Linked DNA regions of Anolis sagrei: region 2 is linked to region 1. Evidence: chromatin contacts called from public Hi-C data. All regions are on one chromosome and are shown on one strand. Each heading gives the region's core, a stretch centred on a gene start, on an enhancer-like site or on the middle of the called end of the contact. The rest is flanking DNA. Distances are from core to core; before and after follow the strand shown.

Region 1 (6,205 bases), core at 2,485-4,984:
CTACCTTGATATTCTGGGTTATATAGCTGTGTGCAGGGGCCCTCAGATAACCCAGTTCGAAGCAGTTATTGTGTACTATCTGCCTTGATATTCTGGTTTATATGTCTGTGTGGAAGGTCCCTTAATCTGGAAGCATTCACAAGAAACTTAAAATCCACAGTCCGGCAGCTGTGATAAAACTATAATCTTCAATGTTATAGTGCCATCTAATGTTCGCTTTTTTCCTGCTATGTTTTTCATATTGTTTCAAATCAGCAAAAATATGGAAATAATTTGTTTGTATTATACCTATATATCGTATATACTCGAGTATAAATAAATACCGTATATACTCGACTATAAGGCGACCTGACTATAAGCCGAGGCACCTAATTTTACCACAAACTGATTGATTCGAGTATAAGCCGAGGGTGGTAAATACATCAGCTACTGGCAAATTTCAAAATAAGCATAGATATCAGTAAAATTACATGTATTGAGGCATCAGTAAGATAAATGTTTTTTAATATTTACCATATTTCAAAGAAAAACAGTAAACTAGCTCTGTAAGTGGAGAAGGAGAGTAAACAAAAACAATATGGTATCAACAATAACTTTATAATAATATTTATTTATTTATTTACTTTATTTAGATACTGCTTTTCTCAGCCCTCAGGCGACTCAAAGCGGTGAACAACATCAATACAAAACATCACGAGACAAGTATAGGGCAATTAAAAATAATTGTAACATAAATCATGAAACATCCATATAACAATCATTAGCGCCTCAACAGTAAAATCAGAATCCATTCTCATCATCCATTATTCCGTATTCCTATGTTCAATTACACTGTTTAATCAAATGCTTGTTTGAACAGCCAGGTCTTCACTTTCATCCGAAACACCAGCAGGGAGGGGGCCGATCTGATATCTGCAGGCAGGGCGTTCCACAGCCGAGGGGCCACCACTGAGAAGGCCCTGTCTCTCGTCCTTGCCAAGCGCGCTGTGGCCCAGTCTGGTGATCTGGAAAATAAAGTAATGAGAAAGTGTTGGTTTCAAATATATGTAACGTCTTTCTGCTTGTGGGTAAACAGTACTTCTTGCTGTTTCTTTGTCAGTGTTAATGTGGAGATTGTCTGGTTTGCTTCCTCTGGAACATGCAACATATAATTGTCCTTCTTTAGGGATCCCTTTCAAATCTAGGATATTATGTGTGTGTGTGAATCATATTTATCTATCTATATCTATGGCTGGATGGCTCTTTGTCAGGAGGGCTTTGATAATGTTTTCTTGCCCTTGTGAAGGGAGTTGGACTGGTTGGCCTTAAGTATTTTCTGTTGGTCATTGGGGATCTGTGTTGGAAGTTTGCCCCAATTCTGTCGTTGGTGGGGTTAAGAATGCTCTTTTATTGTAGGTGAACTGTGAATACAACTCCCAAATGTCAAAGTCGATTCCCGCAAACCCCATCTGTGTTCATATTTGGGCATATGGAATGGTCCAGATCCATCATTATTTGCGTCCACAGTGCACTCTGCATATAGGTGAACTACAACTTCCAAACGTAAGGTCAATGGCCACCAAACCCTTCTAGTGTTTTCTGTTGGTCATCAGAGTTCTGTGTGCCACATTTGGTTCAATTCCATCGTTGGTGGAGTTCAGAATGCTCTTTAATTGTAGGTGAACTATAAATCCCAGCAACTACAACTACCAAATATCAAGGTCTATTTCCCCCAAACCCCATCTGTGTTCATATTTGGGCATATGCAATATTCGTGCCAAGTTTGGTCCAGGTCTATCAATGTTTGGGACCACAGTGCTCTCTGGATGTAGGTGAACTACAACTCCCAAACTCAAGGTCAATGCCCACCAAACCCTTCTAGTGTTTTCTGTTGGGCATGGGAGTTCTGTGTGCCACATTTGGTTCAGTTCCATCGTTGGTGGAGTTCAGAATGATCTTTGATTGTAGGTGAACTATAAATCCCAGCAACTACAACTCCCAAATGACAAAATCATTATTTTTTTTAGTAATGGTCATTCATTGGGTTGTTAGCCGTATTCTGTCCAAATTTGGTGTCAATTCCTCCAGTGGGTTTTGAGTTATGTTAATCCCACAAACGAACATTACATTTTTTTATATACTAGCCGTCCCCTGCCACACATTGCTGTGGCCCAATCTGTGTATAAGTGTTTTGTGAGTGTGTTTGTGTGTTTTGTGTGTGTATATATGTGTATATGTGTGTATTTATGTTTGTGTATATGTTTATATATGTGTGTTTGCATATATATGTAGTTTTGTGCATGCATTGTAATACATTTTTGGTTTTTTGGCTTTTTAAGTCTCTTCTGCTGTGTTTTTCAGTGTTTTTATGAGTGATGGTCACTCATTGGCCTGGTTGCTTCTGAGGTGAGAGAATCAGCCGTCTACGAAGACGTTGCCCAGGGGAAGGCCGGATGTCTTGCAATCCTGCGAGGAGGCCGGTATTGCACCACCTGACATCCGCCGGGAAGTAGCAGCCAATAGTGAAAGGACCAAGGCAGAGACATCTCCAGCTCATCCCGTTTGGGTATCAGCCAGCACGTCAACGACTTAAATCAAGACATAGTTTTCTTAGATCTACAGAGACACTTGCTGGAACCAGAGGCGGCCCTAGGTAATTTTCAACAGTAAGCAAACAGTATTTTGGCGCCCCCCCCCCCCCCACCAATCATTGATATATATTTTCTGTTCATCGTGGGAGTTCTGTGAGCCATATTTGGTTCAATTCCATCATTGGTGGAGTTCAGAATGTTCTTTGATTGTAGGTGAACTATACATTCCCGTAACTACAACTCTCATATGTCAAGGTCTATTTTCCCCCAAGAGCACCTCAAGAGTGCCCCTGGGCAAAATCAACTATACTGCAAATGCTTACTTTGCGTAATGGGTTGCTGAGGCTTCCCCCGACTGCTAGGGCTGTTGTGAGCCGAGGGGGCGCTCCTCAAGTGGCGGTCGAGGGGCATTTACAGAGGCGCCTCTGCGCCCCTGGCAAAAAAAAGTGTACTGCGACTGCTTACTTTGAGTAATGGACGAGCCGCCCCTGGCTGGAACACCTCAGCAAGCGAGAGTCCAAAAGTGGCAGACCCAAACCCAGAACCTCAATCCATGGGTGATACCAGATGACAGACTCCCCCCTGGGCACACAAGACTGGGCGACTTGGAAGGCGCTGAACAGACTGTGCTCTGGCACCACGACATGCAGCGCCAATCTTAAGAAATGGGGCTACAGGGTGGAATCCTTGACATGCGAGTGCAGAGAGGAGCAAACCACTGACCACCTGCTGCAATGCAACCTGAGCCCTGCCACATGCACAATAGAGGACCTCCTTGCAGCAACACCAGAGGCACTCCAAGTAGCCAGATACTGGTCAAAGGACATTTAATCAACTACCAAGTTTGCAAAATCTGTGGTTTTTTTAAATCTGTTTGTTTTGTTCTGTTAGAAATAAAATGGTATGGTTGCTGATGACACGATAGATAAATAAATACCCATTGGCCTATTAGGTGTATTGTGTCCAAATTTGGTTTCAATCCGTCCAGTGGTTTTTGAATTATGTTAATCCCACAAACGAGCATTACATTTTTATTTATATGGATTAGATAGATAGCTGAATTGATTCTAATGGAACCCTTGGGAAAGAGCGCCCCCTCGCGCCCTAAATCAGTGAATGCAGGCACTGAAGCCGGTGCCTTGCTTCGGAGGCGGCGCTCAGAAGAGGACGCATGCGCAGTGCAGCAGAAGGGGGCGTCTTGCAAGAGGCAGACCAAGAAAGGGCTCTTTCTGGTGAAGGCCATGGCGAGCGGGGTAGGTGCTTGCATTGCAACCCATTGGAGGGCTTAAAAGTCTGCAAGGAGCTGCATTGAAAGGGGTTGCATGGTGGAAAGTGTTGAGGGAAGGAAGCCATAGGGAAGGGTTGCCTTAAAAGGAGGAATGGGAGAAATCCATGACTTTTGCAAGAGAGGAAGCTGCTCCCTGAATTATAATCTGTGCATTATATTTTTTAAAAGGCTGTTTTGCAAAGGAAAGGAGAGTTGCCTGCATGCAACTCTTCTACTTTTGGGGGAGGATCTGTTTTCCACTTTGCTCATGCTCAGAGGCAGTCTTTATAGCCTTTTTCCTTCTGAGTTTCTCCTGGGGGAATGGTGCTACAGAGCAGGAATATATGCAAAAATGCTGGAGCAGGCCTGGGCAAACTTGGGCCCTCCAGGTGTTTTGGACTTCAACTTCCACAATTCCTAACCGCCGGTAGTTGAAGTCCAAAACACCTGGAGGGCCCAAGTTTGCCCAGGCCTGTGCTATCGCAATTCAATCAAAAAGCTTAATTAATTTGGTGTCAATTCCTCCAGTGGGTTTTGAGTTATGTCCATATCCAGTGTATCTATGACAATTTAAAGACTTGCTGTTTCTATTTCTCCAAGTTATGTAACTTGCATTTGCCCTGTCTCCTTTCCTTTTGTTGAAAACGTTTATGGACCTCTGCCTTGCTTGAAGACATCCTTTAGTAAACATGTTGTAAAATTCAACATGGCATAAATTCAACATAATATATCAGGTTCTGACTCAAACCGCCTTTTAGTGCATTTTCAAAACTTTTCATGCACAATATATAAATCATTTACTTTGATCTGCTCCATATTTTTGCTCAATATTCATCCGGTCAGTGTAAAAGTAAGAGAAACAGAAGAAAGTAAATATTTTACTGGGCATCAGGCCTGTTTGTACCTTGTTCTGTTTAGTAATAAACTAATTTGTGGGCAGGCAAGTTGAACTTTTCTGCAACTACCATTTTCCCTCCCATGTTTTGGTATAATATTAGAAAACGTACACTATGACTTTTGTGTTGTTCCATACACAACTGTGTCAACTGAAACTACATGCCATTGTTTGTATTCCACTAACTGCTAAACAGATTTGAGCTGCCAACCTTTTGGTCAGCAAGTTCAGCAGCTCAATGGTTTAACCCACTGTGCCACCGGGCAGCAATTGCAATTAGCTACTGCATAATTGTGATGTTGGGATTACAGTGTAATAAGATAGAGAAAGATGCAAAATATGACCATATGGCTACAGATCTTACAAGAGTTGGTTAAAATGGCACAGGTCTCTCTAGCAACACCTGCTAATCTTGAAATGTCACAATAATATATTCTCCTTTTCCAAAAATTAGTTCCCTTGATTTAATAATTTTTTGAGCAAAATCTTTTCTATAACTATACTAGGTCAATTGAAATCTGTGGATGTGTGCCACAGCATTCCCCCCCCCCCCCCCCAAGTCTCCAAACGAAATAATACAACTCTCTTTTTCAAAATCTCTTTAGGTTATCAAATGCAAGGCAGCTGTTGCCTGGGAAGCTGGCAAGCCTCTGTCCATTGAGGAGGTCGAAGTTGCACCGCCCAAAGCTCATGAAGTCCGCATCAGGGTAACTAAACAGTACTTCTATTATTTGGCTGTACATGTTGATATTTTTCAAGAGACAAAATGAAACCTAGAATATTTATAAAGTATATGGAGCCGAAGGGGGGAATCAGCTCTAGCTATCCACAAACCACTGGGAGTGTTTTCTTCACTAGCTCATACTTCATAGTTATTTTTCTTAACTGATGACTTTAAAACAGGCCTACTCCCAATATAGACTCTTAGAGTTGGAAGAGACCCTCAAGGGCCATCCACTGGGAGTCAGCTGCATTAAGATCACTACTGACCGAAAGCTCATGAGTTCGAAGCCAGCCTGGGTCAGAGTGAGCTTTTGACCAAAATTGTGTAGCTTGTTGTCGACCTTTGCAGCCCAAAAGACAGTTGCATCTGTCAAGTAGGAAATTTAGGTACCACTTATGTGGGGAGGCTAATTTAACTGATTTACGAAGCCATAAAAATCTCCAGGAAGTATGCAAAGAATGAGGAAGTACTTCATCAGTTTCACAAACGGACGGTGAACTGACAGCTCTCCTGGTGGCCAGAAGCTGGAATGTTAGAGAGCCTCTGAGTGTCTGTCTATATATGTTACGTGTCTATGGCATTGAATGTTTGCCATGTATATGTACATTGTAATCCACCCTGAGTGCCCTGTGGGTTGTGAAGGGCGGAATATAAATACTGTAAATAAATAAATAAATAAATACATTTATTTCATATATGCATTATTCCTGTAATGCCTTAGGGTTACCTGTGTCTTTATGTGTGGTTGT
Region 2 (6,205 bases), core at 1,868-4,367, 240 kb before region 1:
GAGGAGAGGTGCTCAGCTGTAGGCAGGCATGCGCTTTAAGGAGGCTTCTTACCTGCTTCTACTCAATTCCAGGCATGTGCACACACTTTCTCACCTGGGCCTGCACACCATACACTCTTTCCAAGGCAAGGAGGCAAGTTCTCTGTTTCTTACTCTAGAGGAGAGACACTTGGCTGCAGGGAGGCACATGCGCTTTTTCTTCTTGGCTGCACCCTGCCAGCAGCCATGCACTCTTTCCAAGGCATTTTAAGGAGGCTTCCAACTTTCAGGTAAGGAAGAACAATGACCTCCTGGAAGAGGAGTGTAGTTTTCAGGGAATGAGAGTTTTCTTTTTTGTTTGCTGGGGAATTAAAAAAGAAAAAAAAGATCAAACTGTGATGCCAAAAAGGCTTAATCATTGTTTTAGTAATATATTAATGCCCTATGTTACTATTACTCAAGTTTGCTGAAGATAACAAATGTCAATCGCCCTACAGTCAAGTAACCCACCTGTAATATTGGGTCCATTAGCTAAATCAGTATTTCTCAAATATAAAATGGGAGCAGTTTTGATGAAGAACTCATAATAGACCCCTCAGATGTTGGTATCACCTAAAATAAAGCTCTCTCTGGTTAATTCACACACTATTCACAGCAATGCATTGGAAGCCTCTCTAGGTCAGTGTTTCTCAACCTTCCTAATTCCATGACCCTTTAATACAGTTCCTCGTGTTGTAGTAACCCCCAACCATAACATTATTTTCATTGCTACTTCATAATGGTAATGTTGCTACTGTTATGAATCATAATGTAAATATCTGATATGCAGGATTTATTTTCATTCATGGGACCAAATTTGGCGCAAATACCTGATATGCCCAAATTTGAATACTGGTGGGGTGGGGGGGGGGTGTCCATTTTGTCTTTTGGGAGTTGTTGTTGCTGGGACTTACATTTAACCTTCAACCAAAGAACATTCTGAACTCCACCAATGATGGAATTGAACCAATCTTGGCACACAGAACTCCTATGACCAACAGAAAATACTGGAAGGGTTTGGTGGGCATTGACCTTGAGTTTTGGAGTTGTAGTCCATCCACAGAGCGACTTCATGATGTAAGCAAGGAAACCCTTTGGCCTGAGGAAATATCTCACACTGAAGTGATGGGGTGAGACATTCTCACCCCATGTGGGGTGATTAAACCCAATGATTAAACCATTTGTGGATAGCTCTTTGTTCAGAGCCTTCCTTTGAAGCTGACACAGTGTGACTTGCTCATGACCACCTACTGGACTTTCATGACCAAGTAGGGATTCAAAACTGGTGTCCCATTATATTAGTTCAACATTCAAACCATAACATATGATGGCTCTATTATTAGCTAATAATTAGCTGATATTAAATAAATTAATAAACAAAAATAGCCAGAGCATTTTTTTCCTCATGTTTGCAATCACTTGTATTCTTTACATTACATTCTTTACATGGAAAGATGTATGTATGGTCCTGCCAGGCTGGCTGATTTTCTTATATGAGGTAGAGTGCATTCCTTCTGTTTATTTCACAGATCTACGGTGATGGGTGCATGATGCTATTTATGTTAGTTGGCATTCCCCTGTATGCAGGTTTCCAGATGTATTTATGGCACTACCAGTGTCATATAAGAAATACACTATTTATGACACACTCTTTTCTTCTTAGCATTTAATAACTCACCTCCTAGTTAAATTCTAATGTGAGCAGGAATTAGGGTTGCCAGGTTTCCAAACAGCAATAAGGGGCACTTGAAATTTATGATGCAGAGGGCCAACAATTGGGACACAGTCATTAACATGTTTGTGTTTTACCAAAATTCCAAATTAAAGTGTTAACTTGGCCATGTATTTTTCTATACAATTAATATATTGTCCACATTCATACATTACATGATGCGTACCTCTTTATCTGGGCTCTTGCCCAAAATATAGGATTGTTGGGCATCTTGTTTAGTATCTACCTGTAAATGGAAAAGCTTTCCAACCATCAAAGATTGGACTTCCCTGACAGTAAGGGACTCCTGCCAGTCTTGTAAGGGACAAAGTTTCCAATAGAGATGGCTGATGTTGTTGTATGCTTAGGTTTATGGCAGCCCTAAGGCAACTCTACCATGGAGTTTTCTGAGGCGGAGTGCGACTTGCATAAGATCATCCAGTGGGTTTCCATAGGAAAGAGGGATTCATACTCTAGTTTACAGAGCCATGGATCAATGTTCCAACCACTACACCCTATTAGAAACCCTAGTGGGAATCCCTTTCAGCAAATGGCAAAGATGGTTAAGGTTAATACCTTTCTAATCATCTTGGCTTTTGGCACTACACTGGCTGCTAGGAAATCAGTTTTTAAGGCTCAATACTTTTAATATTTTCTTACATTGCTTTTAATAGGGTTGTCTTTGAATATTATACAATCTGTTTCAAATTGTATCTATGAGCTTCCTGGGGTTACTGTCTTGGGAGACAGATAGGATATAAAATAACAAGAGCTCCATGCAGATGTGTAAGTGGATCATCAGAGAAAGATTTGATTCCTCCATTTCTTGTTTTACCAACATCTCTTGGTTTGAGTGTAATTCACAAAAGGCCTGTCACAACCAACAACTTGAGGCAAGGTTTTCTTTGTTTGACAAGCCTTGGCTGTGTTTTCTGGCAGCAGAAACTGTTTCCAAGGCGAACCCAAGGCATTTTACAAATGCTGCCCACCCAAAATGTTGGTAGATAGAACTATAGGCTGGCTGTCTTGTTTTTAGCTCTTGTGACAAAAAGATCTCATAAATAACTTTTGGACTTTCTTGGAGAATAAAAATACTATCAAAAATTGAAATAACTATTTTCTGTCCTTTCACGACCTTATTCTGCCTAATATCAGGGCCAGTTTTAGAGATCTTTTCCAGCTTCCATAGCCATGATGGAGATACATTTGATTTATCTTCCTTTCAAGCTTCTAGTAAACACATCCAAAGCTGGCACAGAGTGTCAACCCTTTTGCAGTATCCGTGTGATACTAAACTGTTGCCTGGAGTGAGGAATGGAGATTCAGTTGACGTATTTCCTTTCTGGATTCAAGGGTGGGACTTGGAAATCAGTGGGTTTGCTTAAAAAGCACCAAGGTCTGTTTGTGCAGTTGGAGCTGGAACACCGATTAGCAACCTGGCCAACATCCATTGAACAGTGAAGATTATTTAGATTATTGGCTTCCCAAAGCCAGAAAGAAAAGAAGAACAGAATCTGCAAAACCAAGGAAGAAACACTATGAGTACTGCTGGCAAAGTAAGTACCGAGTTGCATGCTTCTTTTTGGGAAAGTTACTTTTCTAGACCACAATTCCCAGAATGTTACAGCCAGCATGCTCAAGCCCTGATTGCTCATTTCCATTTCTACTAGAAAATTAAGATTCAGTTATATGGTGATGAGCCCTGGTGGCGCAATGGGTTAAACCCGTGTGCTGGTAGGACTGAAGACCAACAGGTCGTAGGTTTGAATCCGGGGAGAGCACGGATGAGCTCCCTCTGTCAGTTCCAGCTCCCCATGCAAGGACATGAGAGAAGCCTCTCACAAGGATGGTAAAATATCAAACATCTGACCATCCCCTGGGCAACGTCCTTGAAGACAGTCAATTCTCTCACACCAGAATGATTTGTAGTTTCTCAAGTCTCTCCTGACATGAAAAAAGGAATATTAGAAATAAGTCTTAAAAGTCAACTTGATGCATTTATTTGCTAATTGTCAGTAAAATTAATTGCACTGGAGATAGCAAATTCTAATATAGCCAAAACTCAGCATAGAAAAAGGAAAATACAGTTAGCAGATGAACAATCTTCATAGAGTATGCTCTATAAGTGAGAAGAAATGTACTGATGTGAAACGTGGCAAGCAAGCACATAGTACAATGAAACTTTCTTTGCAAAAGTGAAGTGTTTTTTTAAAGGTCCAAATCGGATAGAAACCAGCCTACCATATTCTTCAGCTGAAGAGTTAAACATATGCTTCGCTCATTCAGCCCATTCCATCTGGAAGCAATCAGATTTGGCAATACTTGTCTTTTCCAGATAACATTAAAGCCATAAATTACTTATGACTGCCAAATATCTCTCACTTTTCATTATGATTTAAAATCAGAACATGAGCTAATTTGTTAAGATTTTATCATTCTGGTTTACTTCTAAATATTAAATACACCTAGAAAAGGAGCCACGGTGGTACCATTGCACCAGTTGAACTGTTGACCTGAAGGTTGGCGTTTTGAACCTGCGAGATGGGGTGAGTTCCCATCTGTCAGCTCCAGCTTCTCAGGCAGGGACATGAGAGAAGCCTACCAACAGGATGGTAACACATCCGGGCATCCCCTGGGCAATGTCCTTGCAGATCAGAAGCAACCTGCAGTTTCTCAAACCATTTCTGACATACACACACAAAGAAAACCTAGAAAAGTATCACTTTTAAAACAATTGCATCATTTTTAAAATTAAAAAATCCACTTTACAAATCAGTTTTAGAAATATATTAGGAAGTGATGCTAGGATCAATAGTTATGGAAAGAGAATTCAGCATCAGGGTTTTATTCCCAAGTAGAGGCATGAAATCCATGTGTACAAATTCAAAGCAGAGATTAGAAAAATAAAGGTTTTGAACCACAACTCCTTGGCTCTCCATATCAACATAAACATTGCTGGCTGAGGGCTGCTGGAAGTTGTAACACTTCTGAGCTTTGGTTTTCCTTCACGAATGAAGCCATGGAGAGCTGTGTGGCTATGGTTCAGTGAGTGACAATATAAATGCATAATGCAAAATGCTATATTCGTTAAGATTTGGAAATCCTTTACTGTCAGTTTTCTATGCTAACCTATTTAAGCTGAAATGCCTTCTAGGGAAGGGAGGCCTGGAGTGGTCACATTGAGATTGAACTCTCTCCACCTCTAAATTCTCCAAATAGTTGGAACTTGAATGGGACTATAGAGCATTGCAAAACCAGCCAAGGTCTCTTCCAAACTGATAGGGTTACCATTTTTTGCCAACACCCTTCATTGTTTGAGTCAAGAGATTAACCCTGCATTCTTCTACTAAACAAGACAAATTCACCCAGAATCAAAATTAGAATCCCAAATAAATACTAACCACTCACAATAATCATGGCGGAGTTTGGGGAAAATAGGCCTAGACATTTGGGTGGTGTAGTTGCTGGGATTTATAGTTCATCTACCATCAAAGAACATTCTAAACCCCACCAATGATAGAATTGGGCTAGTCTTCCCACACAGAACCCCCATGTCTTGAAGGGACTTGCTGGCACAAGCCTCCCTCTCACCTCACACACTCTCTCTCGCCCTCACATGTGCACCATGCTGCCATGCACTGAACTCACCTGCTCTCCCTTCCCTGCCTCAGAAACAGCCCTCCTCTTGGCTGAGAGGTGGGTTGAGGGACCAGTCAATCACAGCGGAGGAGGGTTTTTGGTGTGAGGTTTAGCCATCTGTTTCCAAAAAGGAAGAGAAGGACAGGCGGAGAGATCTTCAGCCTTCTGTACCAAAGGGGTTCCTAAGACCCCTTGTGACCCCCCTTGTGCCCCCCCCCCAGGTTTAGAAATGCTGATGTTATGACAAAAAGCCTAATCATAGATTTTCTGGAGTATTTAAAATTCTCAAATAGAGTGTTATAGCTCTTCTCTAAACTTCAAATCCCACAATTACATAGGAGGTAGCCATAGCTGTTAAAGTGGACTTATAGTGACATAAATTGCATAGAGTAAAGTAGCACCTATATCATCTCAGGGCTTTCTTGTGACCATTTTATGGTCAATTTGAAAAGGGGTCCTAGGACAGACTCTATCTTCATTAACTTCTTTCAGCAAATTCATAATCTGTACTTACAATTCTGTAATTCTGTAATCTATAAAATAGTAATTTGTATTGTCATGCAGAATGTCATCAGATTAACAGAATTTGATCCTCTTCATTGAGTATCCAGAAAGCAAATGTGAGACCATTCTTTAAAGACAGCATGAACCCCATATCCACAGGACTAATATCCGCAATGTCATTTATCCATGGCTGACAAAATATGTCTGCTGAAGGCATTCTCTAGATCAGGGGTCCTCAAACTTTTTAAACCGGGGGCCAGTTCACTGTCCCTCAGACCGTTGGAGGGCTGGACTATAGTTTTTTTTTTTAAAAAAAATCAATTAAAAAATACT

What was found. Hi-C and Micro-C count contacts between places; a contact is called where the count stands out from the background.
Region 2: a contact with region 1 is called in a Hi-C map of mixed tissue, with 6 times the contacts expected there. The contact joins the promoter of LOC132776977 here to the promoter of LOC132776989 in region 1. A contact is called at or near these places in 2 of 2 Hi-C or Micro-C datasets (both in mixed tissue).

The regions. Positions count from the first base shown.
Region 1 is chr5:26,105,111-26,111,315 of rAnoSag1.mat, reverse strand. LOC132776989 (alcohol dehydrogenase class-3) reads left to right here and starts at 3,734. Exons shown (of 9, transcript XM_060779199.2): 1 at 3,734-3,823; 2 at 5,338-5,439. The coding sequence starts at 3,812.
Region 2 is chr5:26,341,572-26,347,776 of rAnoSag1.mat, reverse strand. It overlaps LOC132776977 (alcohol dehydrogenase 1A), which reads left to right and starts at 3,117. Exons shown (of 9, transcript XM_060779183.2): 1 at 3,117-3,285. The coding sequence starts at 3,268.